Linked DNA regions of Zea mays: region 1 is linked to region 2. Evidence: chromatin contacts called from public Hi-C data. All regions are on one chromosome and are shown on one strand. The core of a region is the stretch at or near the end of the contact, and the rest is flanking DNA. Distances in the headings are between cores, read along the strand shown.

Region 1 (6,924 bases), core at 3,917-6,416, 130 kb after region 2:
TGAGAAGAAGTGTTCATGAAATTTCTGTTCTAATTCTTCCCAAGAGTTAATAGAGTTTGGTGGCAAAGCTGCGTACCATGCAAATGCAGTATCAGTAAGGGACAACGAGAATAAACGAACGCGGTAGGCTTCCCCATCAGCCAATTCTCCCAAGTGTGCTATGAATTGGCTTATATGTTCGTGTGTGCTTTTCCCACTTTCACCAGAAAACTTAGAGAAGTCTGGTATTCTAGTTCCCTGTGGGTATGGCACGGTGTCGAATCGGTGGCTATAAGGCTTCCGATACGATTGCCCTGTACCTGACACACTAACACCGAGTTTGTCCCTGAACATCCCGGCTACCTCATCTCTGACCCTCTCTGCCATGTCTGGCGACCATCCATTGAGTTTGTGGGTGGAGATTTCAGGTTGCCTGACATTACTTTGTCGGCTTTCCTCCCAGGTATGTTTGAGGTATGTGTTAGGTGTCCTATTAATGTCACCAGCTCCTGCCCTATACCCCTCAGGCTCTCTTGTGGCCGAATAGTATTCAGCCCTATGTCCATGAGGTGGTATGGCATGATTATAATGTGTTGCTAGTGGGGCACCATAATGTTGTTGCGATGAATGTGGGAATTGTGCGTATTGCGCAGCTCTCGGCTCTGCGTATGCATATCCGGATGGTCCGGCGTAAGAGGCCGAATGGTCTGCGACCTGGCCAAATGGTCTGAAGGTATATCCGGATTGTCCAGCCGTATTTGGTGCTACGTGGGTAGTCTCGTACCCAGACCGTCTGTCGTAAAGAACTGGACGGTCCGCGATCGGGCCGAATGGTCCAGGGCTGTACCCGGATGGATCGGCCATATAAGGCGTGACTTGGGCAGTCTGCGCATGGATTCGTGTAGAGTCGGATGGTCCAGCGTAATACGTCGGCCGGTTCATGCCATATCCGGACGGTCCGGCGTAAGATGGCGGACGGTCCGCAACATATCCGGACGGTCCGGCGTGATGCACCGGACGGTCCGTGATGGGGCCGAAGTGTTCAGGGTTGTATCCTGATGGTCCGGCCATGTACGGTGCGACCTGAGTGTTTTGTGTGCGGGCCTGCATCTGGTCGGACGGTCCGGCGAAATACGCCGGACGGTCCGCGGTATAACCGGACTGTCTGAGATGATGCTCGGACGGTCCGGTCGCGTCCAGTACCTGCCGCGTGCCTAGTGGTTGCGGCTGTGATGGTGGCACGAAAACGTGCATCGGCATACCATATGATGGCTGGGTCAAAGGTGACCCGTTTATAGCCGATGTGTTTGACGTGGGTGGCACTGTATTAGACTCTCGCGATGGAAAATTAGGAGCAGCTGATTTCTCGTATGCACGTAAATGCATTTTAATAGATTCATCTACATATTGCTTTAACTGATCTCCTCGTTGATCCATGAAAGTCGTAAGAGATAGATCTGGAGTACTTACAGCGGGACCCTGCAGTGGAGGTAGGAGAGATTCCATATCGATCTCCCCTTGACGGACGATCTTCTGGTGGCGATCCACCGTGAAGTGTGACAAGTACTTGTCCGCCGCCTCCTTGCGCCGTTCGGAGAGTTTATGCAGCAGTTCCGCCTCTTCCTTGTCGCGTTGTTCGTTCCATTGCCGCATCACCTCCTTCTCATCGCGCATTACGAGGTCTTCAAAGGGCCTTTGGTCATCAGCCGGGAGCGCCTCCATGGCCGGCTTGATGATGTTGGTAGTGGAGATCTTGGTGTGATCCTTCGAACCGGCCATTTATGGGCCGATTTTAGCAGATCTAGACACCTATTCCCCAGCGGAGTCGCCAAAAAGTATGTTGACGCTTTTTTGGAGCGCCAAATACTCAAGAAGAACCGGCGGCGGTGCTCTCTGGTCAGGCGCGGACGGTCCGCGGCCTGGGGCCGGACGGTCCGCGACCTGGCGCAGGGGCTAGGTTTTCCTGCCTGACGGCCGGACGGTCCGCGCCCTGGGGCCGGACGGTCCGCGCGTGTGCAGGGGCGGCGGAAGATCGCCGGCGGCGCCTGGATCTCGCTCCCGGGAGGGACCCCGTCGGGGAGGAGAGATCCTAGGGGTTGTCTAGGCTCGGGCCGGCCGACCTAGACTCCTCTAATCGACGTAGAGTCGAGGAGAGGCAGAGAATTTGGGGATTGGAATACTAAACTAGGGCTAAACTAGAACTAGACTAGAACTACTCCTAATTGTGCTGAAAATAAATGCGAGATAGAAGTTGTATTGGTTCGATTGTTGGGGGTTCAATCGGCCGTAGCCCTTCATCTATATAAAGGGGAGGTCTGGATCCGTTTCCAACTGTTTCCCGAGTTAATCCCGCGGTTTTAGGTAACAAATCCTGCGAGAAACTAGGAACCCTAACTGACTCTGCGCGCGCGCGGACCGTCCGCGCCACCACCGCGGACAGTCCGGACCGCGGACCGTCCGGCCTCAGGGCCGGACCGTCCGCCAGGCTCATTTTAGCCTCCAACAATATTCTTCTCAAACGGAACCTGCTACCTCAATTTTTCGGTTGCATCTGAATGTTGCAGGCTCCTGATGACACCTTATGAAGTTGTGTTTCTCTGTGTATCTGAAATGTTCTACATGTCCTTTCATCAGGTGAGGATGATGCTCGTCAGAAGCTGGCTCCCTGTCCTAAACGTCTGCCGGGACATTATTCAACCAATGCACTTCCAGAAATCGACCAATTGCCAAGACCTGGAGGAGGCGTTTCTTCAGAACATCTCCACCTTGCTTGTCCTAGAAGCCCAGGAGCTGTTGCAGCAATGCCTGGGGTTCTCGACCCGCAATGTCGATGACTGCCCACATCTGGTCGCCGCGTTCAAGACATGGTTCCGGCGCGCTTGCCGGGCTCCTTCAGCTTCAGGCGGGGAAAACTTAGACATGAGCGGATGTACATTATCCCCCAATCAGTGCGTGGTCGCTGTGTATTCTCGCATGTAGTCTGCTGTAGGCCTACCTTACATCTCTGTATTTAAGCCCTTTTGGTTGTGCTTTTTAACCTGTTTTTTTTTTCTTTTTGCAAAAACTAAAAGCCAGCTCAAGCGACGAAAAGCAACAACTATTGCAAAGCTGCTTTTGCATTATTTTAAAACTTACAACATTTTTACCTGCATTTGATAGAATTATTTTCCTATAATCGGTTATGAAAAATAACGATTCATTTTCTTATGTTCATGTCATGTAAAAGAGGTGTCATGAAGAGAGGCGTGTCCCTCTTACACGTGGCTCTGCCCTGACGCGCTTACCGTCATTACCGTCATTAGTGTGTTTGGTTGAACAGTGTAGGAGAAGGAAACGCTCTATTTATTTCTATTCCCTGGATGTTTTGGTTTCTAATAAAATAGGAATGTCTGCTCTATCAAACGATCGGATGCTGACTATGCAAACGCTCTCTCAAACGTTATCATTCCCTCTATTTCCCACTACACTCAGCGCTCTTTTAGATGTGATCCCTCTATTTCCCACTACACTCAGCGCTCTCTTAGAGGTGATCGTTCCCTCTACTTTCCACTACACTTATATGGTTCTCTAACTAAACAAAGAACGGAGTGACTTCGCTCTATTCTACTTTTTAACTAAATAAAAATGGAGCAACTATGTTCTGCTTGTCACAAAATATAATTGTTTCATTATTAGAAACTGGAATGAAGCCGCTCCATTCTAGTTAACTCTCCAATCAAATGTACGCTTAGTGGCGAAGATATATGGTAAATTGTAAGGTGCATTGGCACCGAGTAGGCCCTGTTTGGAAGCTTTGAGATAATACTATGATATTTTATGATAATGTGGTGTTAGAAGGTAAAAGGTGTTTGGTTGCTACATGTAAAACATAGTTTTAAATATATGATTTATTTAAAACTGTGATATTTTTAAAGTTTTCGAAACTTTATTTGGGACCTCGGTTTTCTTTTGTTCTCTTTATAAATACTTCAGTTTGTAATAAAACAACACATCTCAGTTTTCAACAATACTCTGATTTTACTGTGAGGTGCCGTATTATTTATGATATGTACAATTACAAACTATGGCATTTTAAAACTGTAGGATTTCAAAACTGCATATCAAACAAGTCCTACATTCAGCGCAAAAGCATGCCGGGTTTGTCCTCCTCATTTATGTCCGTGCATTGACATTGCAAACCCACACGGAAAAATGATAAACTATGAAAAGAAGAGACTGAAGCAACCAAACCAACGCATGAGTCAGAGGCGTAACACGGTTTTACTAGACTGCGAAGACGATGAACGCGCTAACAGAATCCCTGCACCGGCCACCGGCGGTCGGGGTCCGGCAGCCAGGACGACCGCTTCTTCTTCTTATCTTTCTTCCCTTCGCCGCCCCCGTCCTCGCCGTCCTCGGAGCTCTTGGAGTCGCCGTCAGACCAGGCGCCGCACCCACCGACCCCCGGCCCTGCGCCGCCCGACCTGTTCCTTGACCTCACGTACTCGATCAGCCTCCACGCCGCCGGCTTCTGCTGCCGCTGTGGCAGTGGCAGGGGCGGAGGCTGTGGCGGGGACGCCTTCCCCTGCTTGGCCGGCGCCTTCTGCTGCTGCTCCTCCTCTGCAACCAGCAGCGCCGGAGGCGGATTCTTGGCGTCGTCGTGGAGGCGGGCGGACTGGGACAAGAGCTCGTAGTCTGGCAGCGGCACGGTGTCCTCCAACGCGCGGTCCCCGTTGCCGCCGACGCAGTCCATGAGCAGCAGGTTCTGGCGGCTGCCGCCTGACCTCCGCTTCTGCCGCCGCGCCCGCGCGCCGAGCCTGGAGCCTGATCTGCCGCTGCTGGTGCCGCACCGGTCCTGCTGCTCCTCCTCATCGTCCGAGTGATCCAGGACGTCCATATTTAACGAGCTCTTTGACGCCGCAAACCAATGAACCATGCAAAAGCAAAATCTCTCTCTCTCTCGTTGCTCGTTGGGAGGGATAAATCCTTTGCAAGTGCCCTGGCCTGGGGATCTCCCTCACTCTCTGCCTCTATCTCTCTCTGCTCGTTGGGAGCATAAAATCCTCTGCAAGCGCGGTGGCCTACTCCCTACTCCCCAAATGAACGCAGAAACTAGCAACGGGGGAATGGGTATTCAGCGGAAAAGTTTGACGAGAAGTGCTCCAGTCCGGCCCGGCTGATCGCGTCGATCTGAGCTGGTGGTTGACCTGGAAAAAAAAATTCTGTGCACCTTTGCACCACCACGTGAAGGTCAAAAAAAAAAACAAATCAAAATTTGTAACTTAACTTCTCAGTAATTTATTTTTCTTCTATTTATAAGGGTCTTTCCACGATGGATGTGAGAGACGGTAGAGTAGTGCGTTTGCATCCTAGATGCACAATTTTTTTCCGGTTGACCTGCCCTCGAGGAAGGTGCGCTGGCGGCGTCGTGGCTGCATGGGTCCGCTCGGTTATGTGTCGCCCAGGATGACGTGTGGGTCCCGCCATGCAGTGAGAGAATATGTGTGGTTCGATGTTTCTTCTTGTTCGCGAGAAGAAAACACCGTACCGGTCGACGCCTGACGCCGCCGGGTCCATGGATTGTGACAATTTCATTTGAGGCACGTTACAATTATGCGAAGTTTTCTCGGCTAAGACTATGAGGTCCGTCATCGAAATAGGCTCCAATCTGGAATTTGCATGGATCCATGCAAGAGAATCGAATCCTCCTATCCATGCAATTTAAATACCTTGAGCAACTTCAACAGCCTTTGTAAATTAATTTGACTAGATAAAAAAAGAAAAGGTCACTGAAAACCACATCCAACATATTCGCTTTCTTCGTCTCTTATCTATTTCACTCGGCATTTTCTCTGTCATCGCTCGGCATCTTTGCCTAACTGCTCTTTGCATGCGACTCATGCAATGGCCTGACGCAACTATGCAAGCGGTGGCTGTTTGCATGTGTGGATAAGAAAAGTTAACTAATAGCTAGTCTCTTGGTTAACCCTAGCCAAAATAAGTTTTCTATTATAAAAACTCCACCACAAAACTCTATATTTGCCTAGAATTTTATATAAGCTGTTGGAGTTCCTCAAGGTTTACTAAACTGTTTTGCTGACCAAAACCGCTGGAGGGCATGCCTTTTAAGAGACTAAATATGTGTCTTTTAAGAGACTAAATAAGTTTTAGGCATGACTCGTGCTACCAACACCATTGTAGGGGTTACCAGCGAATAAATATGTCCATCCGTAAAATTTAAGAGACTAAGGTTGATTTGGTGACAAGGGGATCCCAGGAGGATTGGATGGGATTAAGAGGGAAATGAACTAATTTCCCCCTCAATCCCCTCCGATCCTCCCGGGATCCCGGGTCACTAAATCAACTCTAAATATGTCCATCCGTAAAAGTGGCAAAAATTTAAAAGCCCCACTCAACCATGACGATTGTTTTTTACTTTTTAATCGGTGGCCATTTGTTGCATAGGGTGATAGGGTTATATAAATTAGTAGATTAATGTATGTGCATTGCAATGACAACAAAATTAATATCACAATAACTTAAATATTGTCACATCCGGTTTTAGAAGGCAAACCGAATGCGAACCATGTACGTGCCAGGATCAGTAATTCACGTACACAGCAGTTACATAACATGGACATCATCACACAGTGCTCAAAATAGTATTAAAAGGGAAATAATAGTCGATTACATCATACGTCTGAGACGTCCATATAGTCCTTACAATAAATCAAAGTGCGGAAAAGAAACGTAGATAACCGCGGCCTTCACAGGCAGCCGACTGGGGGTTGCCGCTAACCCACGCCTAGAACTCGCCGTAGTCTTGGAACTCCTGGAAGTCTCCTTCCACAGCTTCATCTTCGCCTGAGCAGTGGTTGCAATGCTGACAACCTGGGGATGGGGGAGTTTGGTGTGTAGAGCAAGGCTGAGTACACATCAACATACTCAGCAAGTATCCTGTTTGGC
Region 2 (6,664 bases), core at 1,975-4,474:
GATAATAGTCCAGTGTTGTTAACACTTCACGGTGCAATGCCATGCCTGTCTTCACTATTCAGTCTTGACAACAATACATTTTAGAAAACTGAAAGTGCCCGAGGTAGCTGGAATATACCAAGTGTGGGGCTTTCAGTTCTGGAGGACATGATATTGTGGCAGGTTGATTTCTTGTAATTGATGGTGATGGAGCCCTTACCAGCGACCAGCTAATTTGTCGCTAAACGGCATGTGTTTTCTTCTTTCTGATAGGGACTTACTTGTGGTTCAGGTAGATCCTGTGTGATTGTGATTTGTGGTTTAAATTCAACTTCTAGGGCCTGCTCTTCTGTGATTTGTACTTTCGACAAAAGAGCTGAGTTACTTATGTTACTACTTACTACCAAGTGCTCATAACTACTCATATGATGGAAAAGGTATGCCAAATGTTGCCTCAGAATCTGGAGGCTGGGTTGCTGATCTTTTATTATTTTATGGAAAAGGTATGCCAAATGTAGTAGAGATGAGTAGTTGAACCACGAAAATGGTAAAGGGAGACCGAGTGTTACTTCTAACAAAGAACCAAAGGTGGTCAAGTGATTTGAAGGGGTGAGCTAAGTGAGCAGTCAGGGGTTCGATCCCTCGGTCTGTTGCCTTTTTTTATTTATTGCGCGTGGGCATGGTTGGATGGCAGAATAGACCGGTGGCAGAACATGTCAGAGGCAGACTACCGCACATAGTTTATGATTTCATCGAGCATCACTGCCTTGCCCACCACCCAAAATGAGAAACATTTTACTCTGAATTCAAACCTAAGCAGCACACCAAACTACTCGAGTGACAGCAAGTGCCTGATGTTAATTGAGTGAGTGAGTGAGAGTGTCTTCTCGGTTACCTTGTTGCAACTCGGCACGAGATCCTGTAGCGGCTTCATCTGCTAGCTGATCTTCTCCCGTCTCACATGAATTATACATAAGAAGCAAGGAAAAAAACTTAACACACGAATCTCTGTAGCCAGCAAGGATGACGATGCAAAGAAATAATAGTGCAACAGAGCCTTAGGGAAATGTACCCTCTCCATGAGGTTGTGACAGTCCATCGCCTCGCCATGCCTTGCTCGCCACGCCTTGCCCAGACATGGATGTAGTCCTTGGGCAGCTAGGGGGCTTCGTTGCGTTGTCCTTCCCCTGCTTCTTTCCACCATTCTCGGGTTGTCCTCCGTGCCACCGCGCTTGGTCGATATGCACTGCTTCCCATTGGATTCCTCCTGTACAAAACACAACCAGAATGAAATACAATAGGATGATGTTTTGCTTCTATTGTTGATCAAGCAAGAGATAAACCTCATATTTCAGATAACATTCGAGAACATCTAAAAACATTGGACTACTTTTAGCACTCTTGCTCCCCTCAGCTCCACTTTTGTTAGAGAAGTCTTTCAGTTCATTCTATCAGAAGTCCGGCTGATTTACAAACAAAACGGGGAAACATATTAATGGATATTGATATCAAAAATGTAAAAACGAAATATTATGAATGGTTACCAGTTACCAGGTTACACTCTGGAAAGTAAAGTTTCATTGTGTGACTTAGTTGTGGTCACTCCAAGTATTCACAAACAAGTGCAGTCAGTAACCTACCTGCAATTTAACTGACATCCTCTTAGGTGGTCTCTGGTTGAGAACCATCCCGCCTTGTGGGTTCTGAACCTGCTGCCCTTGAAGCAGTTTCTTCGCTGAAATGAGGATGTAATAGTGACAGTGGGTAAATGATTGAGCAGCAGCACACTGTCTGTGTGTTTAAATGCTAGTTACTCACCAATCTCATAGAACACGTCGTTCACATTGGTAGCTGTTTTGGCAGAAGTTTCCATGAAAAAGAGACCATTCTCTTGAGCGAACGCCTTTGCTTCCTGCAGCATAGGATAATGTTACCTAATGTATTTTGTTTTGGTTCAGTAGACACCATCACAATCAAACGAGAGGAAGACAAAAAAACATTGCTGCTATCATGCACCAACATTTTCATGCTCCCAGGTCTCAGCTTACACGAGACATCAAACTGGAAGTAATCACTAAAAAGACATTCTATGTTCCCTACCACTCTGAAACATATTGTTGGCCGATAAAGATGCAGCGATTGAATGCAAAAGCTTCTAGGATGAGAAATCACTAAAGAATGAAGATGGCAGCAGCTACATAAACAAATGTGGTAGCTCATGAATGTGTTAAAAATAGAACTTGAGAAGCACATTAACATACATCTGCTGACACCTGCCTCGTATCTAACAAATCAGCCTTGTTCCCAGCAAGAGCCACTATTGTATTCGAGTTTCCTTCATTAAAAAGGAAAGGAAAATTAAAACAAAAGCTTGTAGATCAGCAGCACACTCAATGACATAATACATCCACAGATAACCCCTTCCAACAGTGCATCTCACCTGCTGCAGGAGGGCGCCGGTCTTGTCCTTGCTGGCGACCACGGTGTCCTTGGCGTACAGCGCGGCGCCGGCCGCCTTCTGCCTGGCGGCCTCGACCGTCTGCGCGACGTAGCTCCCGGTCTGCTGCGCGCCGTCGCGGGCGCGGTCCTCGGCAGCGCCGGCCGCGTCGGACGCAGTGTCCCTGGCGCGGCCAGCGGCGCCGGAGGCCGCGTCCTTGGCCCGGTACGCCCTGTCCTTGGCCGCCTCCCCGGCGTCGTGGCCCATCCCCATGGCGCGATCAGCGGCGTCGGATGCCTTGTGCTTGGCCTCCCTCCCTTTCTCCTGCGCCGCCCCCATCACTTGACCCGTCTTCTCCTGCGATGCAGCAGCCAACGTTAGTGTCCACTCTATCGTGTGGAGTAGGTAACTGCAAAAGGACGATAGAGCGAGCAACGTGCTGGCACGGCGGCTGGAAGCGCGGTGCGCGCGCGTCTCATCTCATCACCTCGACATGGGCCTTGGTCTCGCCGGCGTGGTAGCTAGTAGGATGCTGCTGACGAGAAGCCATCGCTGAGCTTGGATAAAAGATTGGATCCAACGAAACTGTGAGGTCAGGAGGCAGTGGGGTGGACCTTGGGGGGCCTCGTCGATGGCAGAGGAGAGCTCGGAGAGGAGGTCGAAGCAGAGCAGCGCGTCGGGGGTCTTCTGCCTGGCCGATGCCACTACGGACTCCAGCTGGGCCACCAGTGCGCCGAACCGCGACACAGGTAAAGTAGAGGTCGTGCAGAGGGAGCATGCGAGAGTGGAGGTCGTGGGTAGAGGGAGAGTCCGCTGACCGGGGGGTCGTGGGATTGGGGACGGTTGTGCCGCGCATGAGTCCGCTGACCGGTTGGGTGAAGGCAGCCGATGGGGAGGAGTTGGAGGACGGAAGTGCGCTGGAGGCCGCCATTGGGGAGGAGGAGTCCGACGGTGCGGTGGGGGAGGAGGTGGAATCCGATGATGGGGTGGAGGAGAGGAAGGGGAGGCCGCCGGAGTTGAGCGCAGTGAAGGAAGCGCGCGGCACAACCGTGGCTGGAGCCGCCGGCGGCCGTGGGCCGTGGCTGGACGGTAGGCTGCACGCTGGACAGTGGGCTGCACGATGGGATGGGCCTCAGATCCACACAAAAATCATTGGGCCGCACGAAACGCTGCCACATGTGCGTGCCATCTATTTTATTAGTGCCACATCGACTATTGAGAGTGACAGAACATGGCTTATAAGGGCAGTTGTGGATTCTATGTTGCTCACTGAGAGAGATGGAACGGAACATGGCGCATAAACTTGTGCATGTATTGTTTATTTTGTTGCACGGGACTAACGGAGGCAGAACAGCCGTTGGCAGAACGCGTCAGAGGCAGAACACGTCAGAGGCAGACTACTATTGCTTACTTAATAAGTAGTAGAGATTAATTTGGCACAACTCACGAGCCTGAGTGGCTCGGCTCGTTCCTTCGACGAGCTCAAAAACAGGCTCGGCTCGCCCGAGGCTCGTGAGCCGAGCCACTACGAGCTCAGCGGGATCGCGAGCCTCGAGCTTTTTCAAGCTATAACCGTCACGATCACAACTCACAAGGTGGAAACTAGGATTTTTTTTGTTTAGGTATACCGTCATAAAAATATATATAACTCAAAATAATCTATATATAGTTAATAATTCAATAAACAATTCGATAAATAACAAATCAAGTATAATATTAAACAATTAAGTACGAACATAGTAAAATACATATTAATAAGATAATTCTTAAGATCTCACGGGTTGTCCGAGCGTACGTACGTGCTTTGGAAATTCCCAACAAAGACTTCTTCAAGGTCAGCCCAATCCTGGATGCTCCTGGGTCTGAGGTTTTCGAGCCATGCTCGTACCGAATTCACCAGATACAAGGGAGAATCCAGACTATGAAGTCATCACAATCTACCCCTCTCGCCTGACATGCTAGCCGGTAGTCTCCCAGCCAAAGGCGGAGATCTGATTCCCCGGAATACCTCGTGATGTTGATTGGGGGCCTCTAGCGCCGCGATACGGGTGCCCGAAGGATGCGGTGGCTGAAAGCCCAAAGTCCTGGCGGCAGGAGGCCCACGGTTCGGTCCTCATCGGGGTTGAAGCGGTATCCGCGGGTGCCGATTGTACCGATGGATACTGTCTAGCCCCCTCCGTACTCCCCTTCTTATCCATGGATCGAGTGCGCTCTGTGCTCTTCCATCCAGCCCCAGGCACTGATAGGGCAAGGTCTGTTCAATGTCGTGTCGACCATGTTTTGTGCGGGATTGAGGAAGTGTTGTGCATCGTCGCTGCTTACAACAAGATGGTCACATACCTATCTCGGTCGGGGCCTCTCGGCTTCGAGGCGCCTCCACTTGGTATCGCCATTGACGTGGTCGAGTTTTTGCACGAGGGCGTGGGCGTCAAGCTCCTCCTACTGCTCACGAAGGGAGGCCTCGCGAGAAAGGATGCATGCTTAGTGCTGACATTGGTACTCTTCTTCTTGATTGGGGACCTCCTTGTCCCCTCCGCTGTTGTCATTTAGCGGGGGCATTAACGTGAAGTAGCCCTATTTGGCGGTTCTTCGACGTTGGAGTTAACCTCAGTCAAGCCACGGGTCGAATCGTCCTTGAGCAAGCCGAGGAAGGATGTCAGTCAGTAACTGATGACTGCCACTAGAGTCGAAGACGGGGCTTCCACCACCTTGGTTCTGGTGTGTGAAAGGGAATTAGAGTTTCACCTAGTTCCTAAATAATTTTGGTGGTTGAATTGCCCAACACAAATCTTGGACTAACTAGTTTGCTCTAGTGTATAAGTTATACAGGTGCAAAATGTTCACACTTAGCCAATAAAAAGACCATGAGTTGGGTTCAACACAAGAGCAAAAGGAGCAATAGAAGGCTTCTCTGGTCTGGCGCACCGGACTGTCCGGTGTGCCACCGGACATGTCCGGTGCACCAGGGGACTCCAACTTCGAACTGCTCGGCTTCGGGATTTTCCAGAGACCACTCCGCTATAATTCACCGGACTGTCCGGTGTGCACCGGACATGTCCGGTGCTCCAAGGAAGGGCGGCCTCAGGAACTCGCCAGCCTCGGGTTTTCACTTCAGCCGCTCCGCTATAATTCACCGGACTGTCCGGTGTACACCGGACTGTCCGGTGCATCTGCGGAGCAACGGCTACTTCAGGCGCCAACGGCTACCTGCAGCGCATTTATTGCGCGCCAGCGCGCGTAGAGGTCAGACACGCCCATGCTGGCGCACCGGACACCCTACAGTGCATGTCCGGTGCGCCACCGGACATCAAGGCGGGCCCAGAAGTCAGAAGCTTCAACGGTCGGAATCCAACGGAACTGGTGACGTGGCTGGGGCACCGGACTGTCCGGTGTGCACCGGACTGTCCGGTGTGCCATCAAACAGACGGCCTCCACCAACGGTCAAGTTGGTGGTTGGGGCTATAAATACCCCAACCACCCCACCATTCATTGCATCCAAGTTTTCCAGCTTCCAATCACTATACAAGAGCTAGCATTCATTGCAAAGCACACCAACAAGAGATCAAATCCTCTCCCAATCCCATTCAAAGCCCTAGTGACTAGAGAGAGTGATTTGTAGTGTTCATTTGAGCTCTTGCGCTTGGATCGCTTCTTTTCTTTCGCATTCTTTCTTATGATAAAACACTCACTTGTAATTGAGGCAAGAGACACCAATCGTGTGGTGGTCCTTGCGGGAACTTTTGTTCCAAGTGATTTGAGAAGAGAAGCTCACTCGGTCCGAGGGACCGTTTGAGAGAGGGAAGGGTTGAAAGAGACCCGGCCTTTGTGGCCTCCTCAACGGGGAGTAGGTTTGCGAGAACCGAACCTCGGTAAAACAAATCCGTGTGTCACACTCCTCATTTGCTTGCGATTTGTTTTACGCCCTCTCTCGCGGACTCAATTACATTTCTAACGCTAACCCGGCTTGTAGTTGTGTTTATATTTGTAAATTTCAGTTTCGCCCTATTCACCTCCCCTCTAGGCGACTTTCAATTGGTATCAGAGCCCGGTGCTTCATTAGAGCCTAACCGCTCGAAGTGATGTCGGGAGATCACGCCAAGAAGGAGATGGAGACCGGCGAAAAGCCCACTACAAGCCACGGGAGCACTTCATCGGAAGAGTCCCGTACCAAGAGGAGGGAGAAGAAGAAGAGCTCCTCCAACAAAGGGAAGGAGAAGAAATCTTCTTCTCACCACAAAGAGAAGAAGG

The links. A called contact is a pair of places that touch in the nucleus more often than the background predicts.
Region 1: a contact with region 2 is called in a Hi-C map of tassel, with 2.8 times the contacts expected there. The contact joins the promoter of LOC100276750 here to the promoter of LOC103643941 in region 2. A contact is called at or near these places in 2 of 25 Hi-C or Micro-C datasets (ear and tassel).

What each region holds. Positions count from the first base shown.
Region 1 is chr1:277,087,891-277,094,814 of Zm-B73-REFERENCE-NAM-5.0, forward strand. It overlaps LOC100276750, which reads right to left and starts at 5,167. Exons shown (of 1, transcript NM_001366671.1): 1 at 4,053-5,167. The coding sequence starts at 4,894. The coding sequence ends at 4,268.
Region 2 is chr1:276,957,711-276,964,374 of Zm-B73-REFERENCE-NAM-5.0, forward strand. It overlaps LOC103643941 (late embryogenesis abundant protein 19), which reads right to left and starts at 3,225. Exons shown (of 5, transcript XM_023301009.1): 1 at 2,904-3,225; 2 at 2,424-2,773; 3 at 2,241-2,349; 4 at 1,798-1,891; 5 at 1,620-1,714. The coding sequence starts at 3,194. The coding sequence ends at 1,620. LOC103643940 (a long non-coding RNA gene) reads right to left here and starts at 1,619. Exons shown (of 5, transcript XR_561391.2): 1 at 1,531-1,619; 2 at 1,323-1,442; 3 at 1,052-1,246; 4 at 875-925; 5 at 713-791.